Linked DNA regions of Cyprinus carpio: regions 1, 3 and 4 are each linked to region 2. A link is a contact called in public Hi-C data. All regions are on one chromosome and are shown on one strand. The core of a region is the stretch at or near the end of the contact, and the rest is flanking DNA. Distances in the headings are between cores, read along the strand shown.

What was found. A called contact is a pair of places that touch in the nucleus more often than the background predicts.
Region 1: a Hi-C map of skeletal muscle shows a contact between it and region 2, with 6 times the contacts expected there. The contact joins the promoter of tardbpa here to the enhancer-like site in region 2. A contact is called at or near these places in 3 of 8 Hi-C or Micro-C datasets (liver and skeletal muscle).
Region 3: a contact with region 2 is called in a Hi-C map of skeletal muscle, with 4 times the contacts expected there. The contact joins the promoter of LOC109060938 here to the enhancer-like site in region 2. A contact is called at or near these places in 2 of 8 Hi-C or Micro-C datasets (liver and skeletal muscle).
Region 4: a Hi-C map of skeletal muscle shows a contact between it and region 2, with 4 times the contacts expected there. The contact joins two enhancer-like sites. A contact is called at or near these places in 2 of 8 Hi-C or Micro-C datasets (liver and skeletal muscle).

What each region holds. Positions count from the first base shown.
Region 1 is chrA23:15,079,856-15,083,021 of ASM1834038v1, forward strand. tardbpa (TAR DNA-binding protein 43) reads left to right here and starts at 1,695. Exons shown (of 7, transcript XR_006153326.1): 1 at 1,695-2,352; 2 at 2,554-2,717. It overlaps LOC122135097, which reads right to left and starts at 1,758. Exons shown (of 6, transcript XR_006153328.1): 1 at 1,625-1,758.
Region 2 is chrA23:14,785,212-14,788,394 of ASM1834038v1, forward strand. All of the region lies in intron 2 of LOC109048440 (peroxisomal membrane protein PEX14-like), which reads left to right. Among protein-coding and RNA genes, the nearest start is that of LOC109048440, 16 kb to the left of the region's middle. Within about 2 kb of position 1,665, at least 1 of the 8 cell types and tissues checked has an H3K27ac peak or open chromatin away from gene starts, as enhancers often do. A contact at or near this core is called in skeletal muscle, where this site is marked.
Region 3 is chrA23:15,185,332-15,188,698 of ASM1834038v1, forward strand. LOC109060938 (ubiquitin conjugation factor E4 B) reads right to left here and starts at 1,528. Exons shown (of 32, transcript XM_042713353.1): 1 at 1,198-1,528. The coding sequence starts at 1,221. LOC109060954 (retinoid-binding protein 7-like) reads right to left here. Exons shown (of 4, transcript XM_019078099.2): 2 at 3,350-3,367; 3 at 3,105-3,206; 4 at 2,856-2,997. The coding sequence ends at 2,944.
Region 4 is chrA23:15,044,419-15,047,879 of ASM1834038v1, forward strand. No RefSeq gene overlaps it. Among protein-coding and RNA genes, the nearest start is that of LOC109048443, 11 kb to the left of the region's middle. Within about 2 kb of position 1,798, at least 1 of the 8 cell types and tissues checked has an H3K27ac peak or open chromatin away from gene starts, as enhancers often do. A contact at or near this core is called in skeletal muscle, where this site is marked.

The DNA of each region.
Region 1 (3,166 bases), core at 445-2,944, 290 kb after region 2:
ACAGTGAAAAAAAGGCTCAATGTTTATATTAGCAACACACTGCAGAAGCAAATATGTTTCAGTGACAAACAAGGACATTTTCTGACCTCTAACTAAACAAATCGTTTAGATTCTCCTTAGACACCAAACCCACTGAAAAGAGCAAGAGATTTATAAAACTTATTTTATACATCGTTTAGAGGTTATCATTTCTGTTATAAAAAAAATTTTTATCATTACTTCAACAAAAAATACATTAAATAATATTGTGTTATCATTTCTGTTATAAAAACTATTTTTATTTGTTTGTCAACATCAAAGTCATTATATAAGATGTTCAATATGCAATTTTAATCAAAATTGATGGTGCACTGTCTTTATTAAAAACTATTTCTAGAATTCCAGCAGAATAACAGTATTTCCTGAAAGGAATAACAGCACTACAATCCAATAAAATGTGTTTTACAGACAGAAAATTCTGTTATAAAGTACATAAATTGGATCTTAACCAAATAATAAAGAATAATCTGTCAGTCTTATCCTACAATTAGTATAAATGACATATCAATTATATCAAAGTGCAAAATATGAAAAATAGTGTATAATATAGTGTAACGTGGATTCTTGTAATTATGTGATACAACTGCTTTTATAATGCTAACAAGTCAGCTGTGTTTGGCCTTTTAGGTTACAAGTGAGTGTGAGAGCAAGGCTGACCCACTTCATCATTAAATTATACAACACGTATGTAACTGTGAAAAAAGCAGTGGAAGGAGGGAAACCTGCACCTGCGTGGGAATAAAAATCTCTTTCTTTCATTCACTCATTGTAACTCACATGAGGCTTTACCTTTTCCAATAAAAATGCCCTGGCCACTTCACGAGTTAACAGTTGTACTCAAGAACTATGCAAGATTACAGCATAGTAAACCTTCATTCATTTATGATTGGGATATAAAATTGCATGTTTATAGGTAGAATGATATATTGATTAGCCTACATTATGTTTGGCTGTGTCATTCTTGGCCATTACAAAACTATAAAAAACAAACAAACTGTAGGTCCTAACAACACCCATGAGATGGCCAGTCAAACCATTTCGGATTCCAAAAGTGAAACCAGACATTGTATGATAAAGCCTTTCAACTAAAATAAAATTTTACAGTATTAAAAAACAGACAAAATGATCACAATTTTTTAAGTTTTAAGCTATTAAAGTACACAATATTTTTAGGTGATTCAAGTTATTACAATTTTTATTTTATTTATTTATTGAATAGTTTTGTCATAAATAGATCGATTATTTCACTGAATCAACTCAGGTGCAGACTGGTAATATTACAGGCCTTTGTATTGTTTTCCAGTGCTTTTGTCTGTTCTAAATCTGATGTAACGTACCTGCAAGATGCGATACGAGGAGAAGCTTTCAACACTACAGTGGATTCTTGTATATTTGACATCATTTCAACCTCCTTAAATAGAAATAACCACCCCACCAGTCCAACAAGATCATGAACAGGCACGACAAAATCACACCACCTGATACAGTACACCACAAACTACGTTATGCGTTTAAAAAGTAAACATATTACGTGTACAAACCACTGATCTATATATGTTCTATATTATAGATCAGTGGTACAAACCCCTCTATGTGCTGTGATGCGACGCTCCAAACTGATGATGTCATTCCTTCAGTGACGCATCTGGTGGCCATTTTATCAGTTTAGGGGGTCGAAACGGCAACTGGATGCATTAGTCCACACGTTTTTGTTATTTTATTACTTTACGTTGCTTGTTGTAATCACAATAGGTAGATAAACAAGTACAGTCGATGACTAGGTGTTTGTACACCGTGAAAATTGGCGGGAACAGGGTGCGACGCGACGCGTCATTCATTTCTAACGTGCGAGCGGTTAGCAAGTAGCTTAGCTTAGCTAATGGCGCCCCGCATTATTTGACAAAAGTCGCACGTAAACATTAGACATCAGACTTGTTGCCAGCCAATTTGTGGTTGTGTTTACTTCTGAGGTCTTTCCGGTGTCCTAGTTTCTGTTTCAGCCCTGTTTGTTGTCTCATAGCTGAATTATTGATCTTGAAGCTGTCAGCACAGCTCGCGCTCTTGGTGTAAACATGACTGAGTGTTATATTCGCGTCGCGGAGGACGAGAACGAGGAGCCGATGGAGATCCCGTCCGAGGAAGACGGCACCGTGCTGCTCTCCACCGTCTCCGCGCAGTTTCCCGGTGCCTGCGGCCTTAGATACCGTAGCCCCGTGTCTCAGTGCATGAGAGGGGTCCGACTAGTGGAGGGGGTTCTTCATGCACCCGAATCAGACTGGGGCAATCTGGTGTACGTGGTCAACTATCCAAAAGGTAAAATCAGATCTGGTAGTATTGGGTTTATTTGATTGTAGTGACCAAATAATATGGGGCTTGTTGATGCACAAAAAATATGGTCTTATATCATTCATTCACCCAGTTTTCCCACTACTAATGCATATTGCGCTTGTAAATGAAATCTAATTAATTGTCTTAAAATAAATCAAGTAACTATAATAATAAAATACCATACAGATAACAAGAGGAAGATGGATGAAATGGATGCTGCATCGGCTGTGAAGATCAAGAGAGGTGTGCAGAAGACATCAGATTTGATTGTGCTTGGGTTGCCATGGAAAACAACAGAGCAAGACCTTAAAGATTACTTCAGCACTTTTGGAGAGGTGATCATGGTGCAGGTTAGTGTGGACACTAAATAGTTTACCCCAAACAAATACTCACCCTCTTATATGATGACCCTCTTATATAACTCACCTTTATATGATGGGTTTTCATCTGTGAAGCATAAAGGATTTGCTTTGAACAATGTTTATGTTGCTCCCTTTCATTCAATTTAAGTGAATGGGGACTGCCAAGGGCTTTTTAGTCTGTCAAGCTCCAAAAATGACAAAAAAAGCATCATGGCAGTAGGCAATAATCATTTTCTGCAATATTATAAAAGTCTTTTAGAACTGTACAATAGCTTTGTGTCGGAAAACAGACTGAAATTGTAAATTATTCCAATCTTACCTAGACCTTAGACGTTTTCAAAGTACTCTTGTGTTTGGTTTTATTTTTTATTGAAATGCTAAATACACAGAAAATTTTGGACATTGGGGGGGGGTGACAAAGAAAGGAAAGTCATACA
Region 2 (3,183 bases), core at 415-2,914:
CACTCTAGTTAAGTGTACTGTAATCTTGTCTACTTTGCTTTACTCCAGTGCTCACTACTGTAGTTTTCTCCAGTATACTGTACTCTAATCTACTCTAATCTTTTTTGCTCTACTCTAACAAGATTACCATACACACCTCTATGCGGACACAGCCTCTTACACATTATTCCACACTTTTTATTTTTATTGTAGGTAGCCACTTTATGGATTAGTTCATAAACAGGACGCCCGCCCCTCGAATAACCTCCGCGGACACACGCGTGTACCGCCACATAAATGTAATAGAATCATTTGCACCAGCACTCTCAATCCCGCACCATAATTTAAGCGGATTGAATAAGTGCTGTATTGTGGAAAGCGCGAGTGGACCAAACACTCATTTGTCACCTCTAATAAATGTTGGAATGTAAATTATGAAGTTATGCTTCAGTTGTAAATGCACTTTGTTTCAGTCTCTTAATGCAGAGGTCCCCTCGCCAATACATTAAGAGAGTGAGTGAGGTCGGTTGAGAGAGAACATAAAAATTCAGTCTGTTTTCACAATCAATAATAAGCTCAAAAAGGCTCAGATGGAGGAACATTATGAAATATTTGAAGTCGACTTCATAAATTATTGCTGGAAACTGGCATGTACACTAAAATGTAAATACATTAATGTTATTAATAATGAAGTGACTAATAGTTCTATCAAGACTGTAATAGCTGTTTAATAGAACGTGACAGCAAGAATCTATTGCCCTTCGCTCTCTGAGATGGGACGGCGTGGGACATTTATCAGCGCTCATTCAAATACACTATTTTGATTATTTTGTGCAACTAATTGCCCAACATCTTGCCCCCTCAAAGGGAAAAAACGAGTAATAGATATTAATTAATACATGTCAGTATTTAACCAGTTTGATGAAAAAGAATGTAGAGAAGATGCTAATAGGCTTCTTGTTTCTCTCTGTGTGGCGCTGGGAGATTACAGCTTTAACAAGCCAATCAGGAATCAGTCAAGTGAGCTGCATTATGCCATATAAAAGTTCTGTAAGCATAAAGGAAGTTGTGGAAAAATGGTAATAAGCCTTGAATGCAAATTATAGCATTGAGTACTAAAAAATAAAAGAGCACTTGCAGTTGTTGTTTGATATTACGGTGTACAGGCACCTGTTGCTGCCCCCTTTGTGAGCACTAGGGGCTGCTGGAGACTGTATTATAGATCTGTACCTGCTACTCTCAGAGTAAATCCCTTCCGAGGGCCTGTAACTATGCATTTTATAGGTCTCAAAAGGGCAGAGGCATTGCTTGAACTTGTTTATATAAAATTGCAGTTGCCTTTGGGCTCTAGTAAGTGCAGTATTGTTGATGATTACTCTTCGCCGTGCTGACTGAGTCAGGTGTGCTATACAATCAAAAAAGACCTTCACAGTCCGTTTGAGGACTCGCATGTATCCATATAAACCACTGTTTTTATTCTTTGTATAGGAGCCCAATCTTAGATTAGCGTTGTATTATTAACACTTCTTACAAGTTAAACGAGCAACAAGAAACAGGAACCCGCATGTATCTGCTAGCTGCTGGCAGCCCTGCCAAACACCTGGACCAGCGGCCCGAGGGCTTTAAGTGTTGTGACAACAAGAGAATGGTAGACAGGCCTAAACACCCAGAATAGGCAGTAAGTGCGGCACATGTCACCATTTTGGGTGGGCTGCCTGGTTAATCAGCAGCAGTCAGTGGAGAAGCTGGTCATACAGGAGTTTGGGGAAAGGAAACGTTTTAAGTTTCTTAAACGTATTAAGAAAAAATATTAAGACATTTTCTTGAGCAACAAATAAGCATATTGCAATGATTTCTGAATGATCATGTGACACTGAAGACTGGAGTAATGTCTACTGAAAATTCAGCTTTGCAATCACAGGAATAAATTACTATTCTCAAATATATTATATTAGAAAACTTATTTTAAATGGCAATAATGTTATTTGTATTTTTGAACAAATAAATGCAGCCTCAGTGAGCTTAAGAGACTTCTTTCAAAAATGATCTCTGAGACTTTTGAATGGTAGTGTGTTTTTTAAAACAGAATTCTGATACAATAAGCTGTATGCAAAGCTGTTAAAAAAAACTTCAAACCATTGAAGTTGCTTTTATATAGGCATAACAATGTCTAGTATGTGAATAAATTGCTCTTTCTGAATGAATCTGTTCAAAGAATGATTTTCATGAATTAGGCTAAATTGGGTTCCAGTATAGCGCTGATGTATTTTGTATCCCACAGAAGAAAGTCACAGGTTTAGAGCAACATGAGGAGGAAATAATGACAGAATTTTAGTTTTTGCGTGAACTGTTCCTTTCTAAAGGAGTTGGGGAGAGAGCAAGAGAGAAGGACAACAGTCCCGTGGGACTCAGCGGAGAGTTATTGTCATGTGTTTTTCTCAGTCAAGGTCGGCAGGAAATGTCAGAGCAGGTGTGTGTCTGTCAGTGAGTGGCCTGCCAGCGCAGCCCCTGGGCTCCAACACGCCATGCTGTGACACTGGAGCAGGACTCACACACACACACACACACGTCTGGATCCTCGTGCCCCATAAAGCCATTGCGGGTCACCTCTGGGCTCAGCAAAGACTCATGTAGAGTCTCACGTGTTGAGCACATATTGCATCTGATATTGCAACAAAGCTATTTTGGATTGTAATAACTCACATGTTCACTACTGTTTACTGTTTTTAAAGGATATTTCACTCAAAATGAGATTAAATTAAAATGTAATTAAAATTCTGACATTTCCCCTCACCCTGTGTAACACAAAATAACATATTTTAAAAAAATGTCTCATGAGTCACTAAGGTTCAGTATTGTTTTGGACCCCACTGACTTTCTTTGTATGGACAAAAACATTCTGTCTTGTGAGTTCCATAAACAAAAGAAAGTCGTACATGTTTTGAATGACACAAGGAAGGAAATTCTGTCATTATTCAATTTGGTGCGAACTATAAGGTGTGTCTATATGGAACTTCCCTTTGAAAGCCAGTCTGATCTATCAATCATGTTTGAACTTTTGCGTGTGATCAGATCCCTGCTTGTTCATTCCATTGTTTTGGTGTTTTTTATGGTTATTGTTGCTTGGGCAGGGTCAAGAGGGTTTTTACGCAAGATAAACTGATTATTACGCAGGTTTGAGAACAGGGCTGGGTGGCACCATTG
Region 3 (3,367 bases), core at 278-2,777, 400 kb after region 2:
AGTGGATGGAGTCATTTGAGATGGAGCAGGCCTCAGCTTCCACAGCAAATACTGTCAGGGAAAGGCAAAACGCATGACTGACTGAATCAAATGTGCAAAAAATGGTCAAACCCAGTCTGAATTAATAAATAATAAATAATAATTATTTCAAATTAATATAAGGCAGCTGATGAAAAAAGAAGCTTGACCCAGCTTAAGATGGCTTGCTGGTCTCCCAGCCTGACCAGCTCAGAAATGACCAGACTGTGAGACCAGCAAACCTGCATAGGCTGGTTTAGGCTGTTTTTCCAGGTCAGAGCTGGGCTGAGTTTGGTCTTATTTTACAGCAGAAAAACTAAACACAAAGCCCTGCCTGTAAATGCACACCAGTGTCATACAGCAACAACCAGTGCCAAATAACGTTATCCAAAACCTGAAACCAAGAGCTTTATGGGATCAAATGCACTTGCAATAAATATTACCATAAAATACTTAATTTTGTCGCGCTGGACCAAAGGTTTTAAGCTTCAACAGCTGACCCCATGATCAATATACTGACCTGACGCCTGACAAAAGCTTGTTGCGCATGATTTCAGTTTCTAAACCAGATGCTATTTAATCAAATGCATACCCTTGGCAAAGCTAACCTTGATAATTGCACATTTTATCACGACTGTAAGTTAACTTGAGCAAACATCTGGTCCAAAATGATTTTATTTCTTCACACGACAGTCTTTCAGCCATTTTGGATCCCTAGTGAAGAAAAGCTTCACAAAAGAAATTTTAACTTGTCAACTGGTTACACGCTCCCCAGCGACTGGACACGATAAGGATGTTATTTTAATTTAAAAATAAAAAAGGCAGATGATCGAGGCTTGAGGCAGATCCAGTTTGTCTAACGTATCACTTGCTAACGAGCTGACTGGAAATAACCTCCATATTCTCATCTAATTTCGCTTCTATATCGGCATTTAAGTGGCTCAAAATGAGATTCAGAACCTAGCCTCTTATTTCTATGCGAAATCAATTTAATCTGGATGTACTGAGCTGTTGGTTAGCCGGTGTCCTGTTAGCTTATCCCAACATTACTGCGATTGAAAAAGAAGGCGACAATGACAAGCCAATAAGCATTTAACAACCCCCAAAAACATAACAGTCATGCGATCAGAGAAGCCGTTTCGACTGGAAATACATTACACTGTGTGGAAATCGCCTTACCTCTTCAGGACTGAGCTGCTCCATCGCCTTTCTTTTAATTTTCAGCTTAATTATGTTGCTAGCCAGTCAGCTAGCTTCCTTATAAACACCAAAAGTGCATAGTCTGAACCATAAAACAAATATCAATGAGCTGTGATTGTCTAATTTAAATCTTTATATTAAAACATCAAACGCGCGTGGCTGATTCTTTTTTCCCCCGATATGGTAGGGTTATAATCGGTTTCTATTAAGAATGAAACAAACACAAAAGTATTATTCGTCAAAACACCGACGCGGCCATTTTGGATCTGGAGTCACGTGACGCGAGATCGACACATTCCAGGCTGCGGCAGTTCAGGAAACTGATTTCACTGCTGAGGCGACCATAAGAGACTTGTTTTCTTCAGAACCAAGGGGCCAGTTGCATAAACATACTCACTATGTCAAGAGACTGTGCTTTAATAACTAGTTTGACTATAATCACTGTTACTTTTCTGATTCAAATTAGGCCAGTCTACCTTTTTGTAACTGAATTAAAAAAAAAGTTTTGACCAGTCTTGAAGAAAATAAATTAGATTACAAACTTTTTAAGACTAGTCTAAGCAGCCTATGCAACCATCCCCAAGTCTTATTAGGTTAAATGCATGGCTACTCATATATTCTATATAGTTATTAGATAGCTTAAAAGAGATTAATCATGACAGCAATTCTATTCACACGTAAATAAATAAATACTATATTGCATAATTTGGACTTAAGTGATATATAGCAATTGTTATTCAATCCATATCTTTATCTGTTAAATGTATTTTTTAAATAAAATGTATTATCTTTCTGATTAATTTGCTGATTGATCATCCCCAGGATAAAGAAGCCACAAACCAAGGGGTTGACAATAAGAACACAAAGTATTTATAAGATCTTTTGACTGGCTCTTTTATCATTACTCTTTACATACTCTTTTTTTTTTTTCAAAGTATATTAGTAATTTGTTTTGTATATTGGCTAAATGATTGTTTGTATTTCTTGTCGTTGTAATAAAAAGATAGATGATGATAATGCTTTGTTGATATTGATTCCTTATAAGAGACATTGCAACGCAATATTGGCAAATAAACACACAAAGTATATTATAACTTGTTTCAAATTTTATTGCACAATAAGGGACATTCAAGTAATTGAACACAGTGTTGAATTCAAGTAATTCAGTGAACACAGTGTGTATATTTAGGCGTCACATACATTAAAAAAATGTAAATCTGAACCAGATTATAAAAAACCAACAAAAAATAAAACTTAATCAACCAGTTACAAAATGTTATTTTTTTTAACATTCAAAAAGAGGCATGGTCTTTAATTAGTCATATTCTGGTGAAATAATGATTCTGGCGTGCAGAAATACAGAAGCATATTAGTAAATGTCTGTGAATGTGGTTCTTGTATTACATGTAAACATGATTGGGCAATATTGGCACAACTACGGACAACATACAGTGTTACCAGCGGATAAACTGCTGCTGACCTGAGTTCTGTTTATTCGTGGTCTCATGGCGCCCTCTAGTGGCACTATAAATCACGCTCCTAGACAGACTCCGTCCGCAAGCCTCTCACTGAATGGAGTTGATTAGTCAGGTTTTGAGGCACAAGTGGCCGCTCCTGGTTCTTCTTCTTGCCTAATATTCCACTGACTCTGAGGTGAGTTTAAAGTGTAAACAGCTTTGTTTACATCAGTACACCTTTTCTTGTAGTAAACGTCACAGAAGGGCCTCAAACAACCCGTTTGAAAACTTGTTTGCAGACTTGATCTTCACAATGCAACTCCTATAAAGGGTTGAGATGAATGATTATTAGTCAGGTGATTAATGAAATCAGTTCATTGACGCGTATCGCCGATTTTTACAGTGTAAGATGCTTAATTTCACACTTACCAAATGGAGTTTGTCGTCCTCTATCCAGTGTGCCCAACCTCTGTTCTTCTTCTCACCTTTCTGAATGCACACCAACTTGTTCCCCTCCCATGCCACCAGAGACTAGAGAAATAGATTCATGTTTAATTTTCTGTCTTTTCAGAAAATGTTTGCATTCCATTTCATTTTACCATGTCCTTGTCACATGCTACATGTACTTTACAGTAAATTATGTGTTGCAATATAATGAAATAACTTTGTAATACCTTGCAGTTTCTGTCATC
Region 4 (3,461 bases), core at 548-3,047, 260 kb after region 2:
CGCTAGTGCACAGCGCTAGCAACTATATATATAGCACAATACAAAACAGTTTGGTCCATCATAGTATCATATTCAAATGTTTACATATCCTTGATTCTTAATATCCTGTGCTGTTTCCTTGGATCTCAATATCACTGAGCCACTATGGGGAACGTGAAAAGCATACTGGGAAAGAAAGATCTTAAGAATAAATGGAATGTTGATTTCAGTTATTATTTACAGCAAGAGGAAAAAATGAAAATAAAATCATAATATTTTTCTATTTCAACCCAACTTTGGGTCAAGTATGGAGTAAACCAGCTGATGGGTTAAGTTTTTTAAATAAATTTTTAACCCAAAAGTTGGGTTAGTCCATATCTGACCCAAAGTTGGGTTGACAAGACGTCATATTTTGGTGTCCGTTTCTAATTAAATTTACAAAAGTGATTTTGTATACATAAAAAGCATATTTAATGCCAGTAAAGTCTCAACTTTAATGTTTCAAATAGCATTCGTGAAATAAAATGTCATTATTCATTGTAACAAATATACTTATGTAAAAATGAACCAGCAAAATTATTTTGACCTGTACTTATTAAAATATATAAAAGAAAAAGTAATCATACTAAATTTTATAAATATGCCAGACAAGATTTTTGGAATATATAAATAAGAAAATTACTTGTTTAAATAAGAGGGATCATAAAAAAGTATAAAAACTATATATATAAATAATGTCCTCAGTGTGAAAAAAAAGGATGGATCTCAAAATTATACAGTCATTGTTCAAAAGGGTTCAAATATGCAAAAGATGGGACCTGAAGGATTTTTTTCTGAAGAACAGTGGGCAGTTTAACTGTTCAGGACAAACAAGGGACTCATGAACAACTATTACAAAACAAAAGAATCAAGAATCAAGCGCATGTAAACTTTTGAATGGGGTCATTTTTATAAATTCAACTATTCTTTTCTGTTGTGGATTATATGTAAACATCTTTTATGAGAAATATCCTATTCAGGTCAGTACTAAATAAAAAAAATGACATGTATTTTGTATGATCCCTATATACTGCAAAGTGTATGTAAAATTTTGTCCACAACTGTATATATATATATATATATATATATATATAGAGAGAGAGAGAGAGAGAGAGAGAGAGAGAGATTATAAAATATTTTTATGTGATATATGAATATTCTACAAAGGGTATATAACATATAAACTTTTCAGCAGAACTCTTTCATCATGACAGAGTGTCCTAGAATTGCTTGCAGGTTGTGTAAATGTATCATGTGGTGTGTAGTTGCTCAAGTTCATGCCAGTCATTCAGGGTAAGTTATGACAGTTCGGTTCTGACCGTAACATACCAAGTCATTACGGGCAGAATGGGAGGCATCTAAATAATTAATCAAAATAATGTAAAATAATCCAACAAACCTTCCCTCTCTCCCTCAGCTGTTTGTTGCCCTCAGACTGCAAGAGATCTGCTGCGAGGGGAAAGAAGGTGCCCTTCAGGTTAAGTACAAAAAATAAAAATCACTCTGAACTTGGGATCAGCCCTTGGACACCTCTTTAACATTTGAAGGGGCTGCCGTTAGCCACCTTTTGCCACTTTGTTCATACAATGACAAATGAGGTACTATACTCCACTGAACAGCAGAAAACGCTCTAGTGGAAATACTGAAGGTTTTCTTGCAGATTAAAATGGAAAAATATAATCAGAATGCAGAGAAATCATGTGCTTTGAGCGTACACCACACAAAAGAATATGTGTCTGTTCTGTAAATGATGCAAACATGGCAATGTGGTCAGTGGTGAGCTTTAAAGGAGCTGCTCATAGCACTTACTGTCCATCTGCCATGGGCATTAGACTCCTATTGAACAGTCCATGAGTCCGTTAATAGAAAAGGGAATCAGTTTTTCTAGTTCATAGATGGAGAAAGTACATGGGTGCTTGTAGGGAGGTGGTTTGGATATCGTCATGGAACATGTGGTTTAAGTGTAAGAGTGTATTCGCTACAAGAGAAGGTCTTCATTGATCCTGGAGCTTTTCTCTGCAAATTCTGTTTATTAATCATGACTACAGCTGCTGCACTCTACAGTGCCCCACTTTAATGGGCCGACTAAAGGCCTGATACGTGAGTAAGGAGAAACAAGGACAAGCGTGATTTGTGTAAAACAAACTAAGGCCAGGAGTCATGCACCGTTTTGGAAGGTAATAGTCAGTGGTTGATGAAGGTCTCTATTTTAGATAGCAGTAAATCCCCTCTCTTCTGCTCCCAACCCCCTCTTTTCAGATATCAGCCCTTGAAAGTGTTCAGTTTTAGGACACAGGGAGGTCACACCTGTTGTGGAACTTGATAGAAGGCTTATTTATAAACTTTCAGCCCTCCAGATTCTTCCTACAGAGAAAATGCTGACATACACAGGGGAGGCCGGAGGGGGTGTGTTTATGAAAAGTGCACCAACTGGAAAAACCATAAAACTCTGAAATGATGAAATTAACAAGCAATCCGATCGGGTTTCCTCAGGACTGGCGAGGGAAAGTGTGGCTTTTTAGTCTCCCGTTGAAAGGAGAATGACGGAGAGAATACTGGAAGTACCTCTTTGTTTTAATTTATTTAAGACATTGGATTACTATTAACCTTTTTAAAAGACTGTACTGAGTTATACAAGGGACGCCTTATAACTGTCTGTTGAATAAAGTCGGCCAGTAAATGTCAGAACTTTCTGAGACAAATTCACTATGAAGAAATACTTCAATAGGAGTAGCTAATTTGTCAGTTTCTTTGCCAGTAGTGTTAAATGTCCCAGCAAACAAAAAAGTAAAGCCAGTTGGGGCCAGTTAAAGGTTCTCCTAATATATTGCCTAAATTTAGGCTCTGAGTTATGTCCTATGGGACCTTTGGGTGGGATCATTTGACGTATGAAAAGTTGTGCAAATGCTGAGTGGATTTGCAGTATAAGGGGTAATTTTATGGTGGAGAAGACCTCCAGTCCGTGACAGATAGCCTGACAGGTGTTAGAGGAGGCAACACAGTGTCAAATGAACCTCTCATTTAGAAATGTGAAAGTTGCTGACTTTTTTAAACCTCAAGTAACGTGTTTGCTAAAAGGAAGAACCAGTAATGACTAAAAATCTGCTTCTTTCTGTTGTGATCTGTTACCCCAAACCATGCTGAAACAAAGAAAGACAGATGGAAATACTTTCAGACATGCATTCACAAAGTTTTCCTTTTCCTTCCCATATAAGACAGAAAAAGAGGCACAGATGCCTGATATTGATACATCCAACTGCGTAATCAAGCTCGGTCGGAGCTGATCTGATTGCACCTGTGCAACCATTTTTAACATGCTTGATCGACTTTAGTGGTTTAGTGTCTAATTGACTTACAATATGTTATCACATTCACAGGAAAGAGCAGACTGACAATTTTGAATGGAAAATATGCAACATTTTTGTGGATCTATGGAGCCCCTT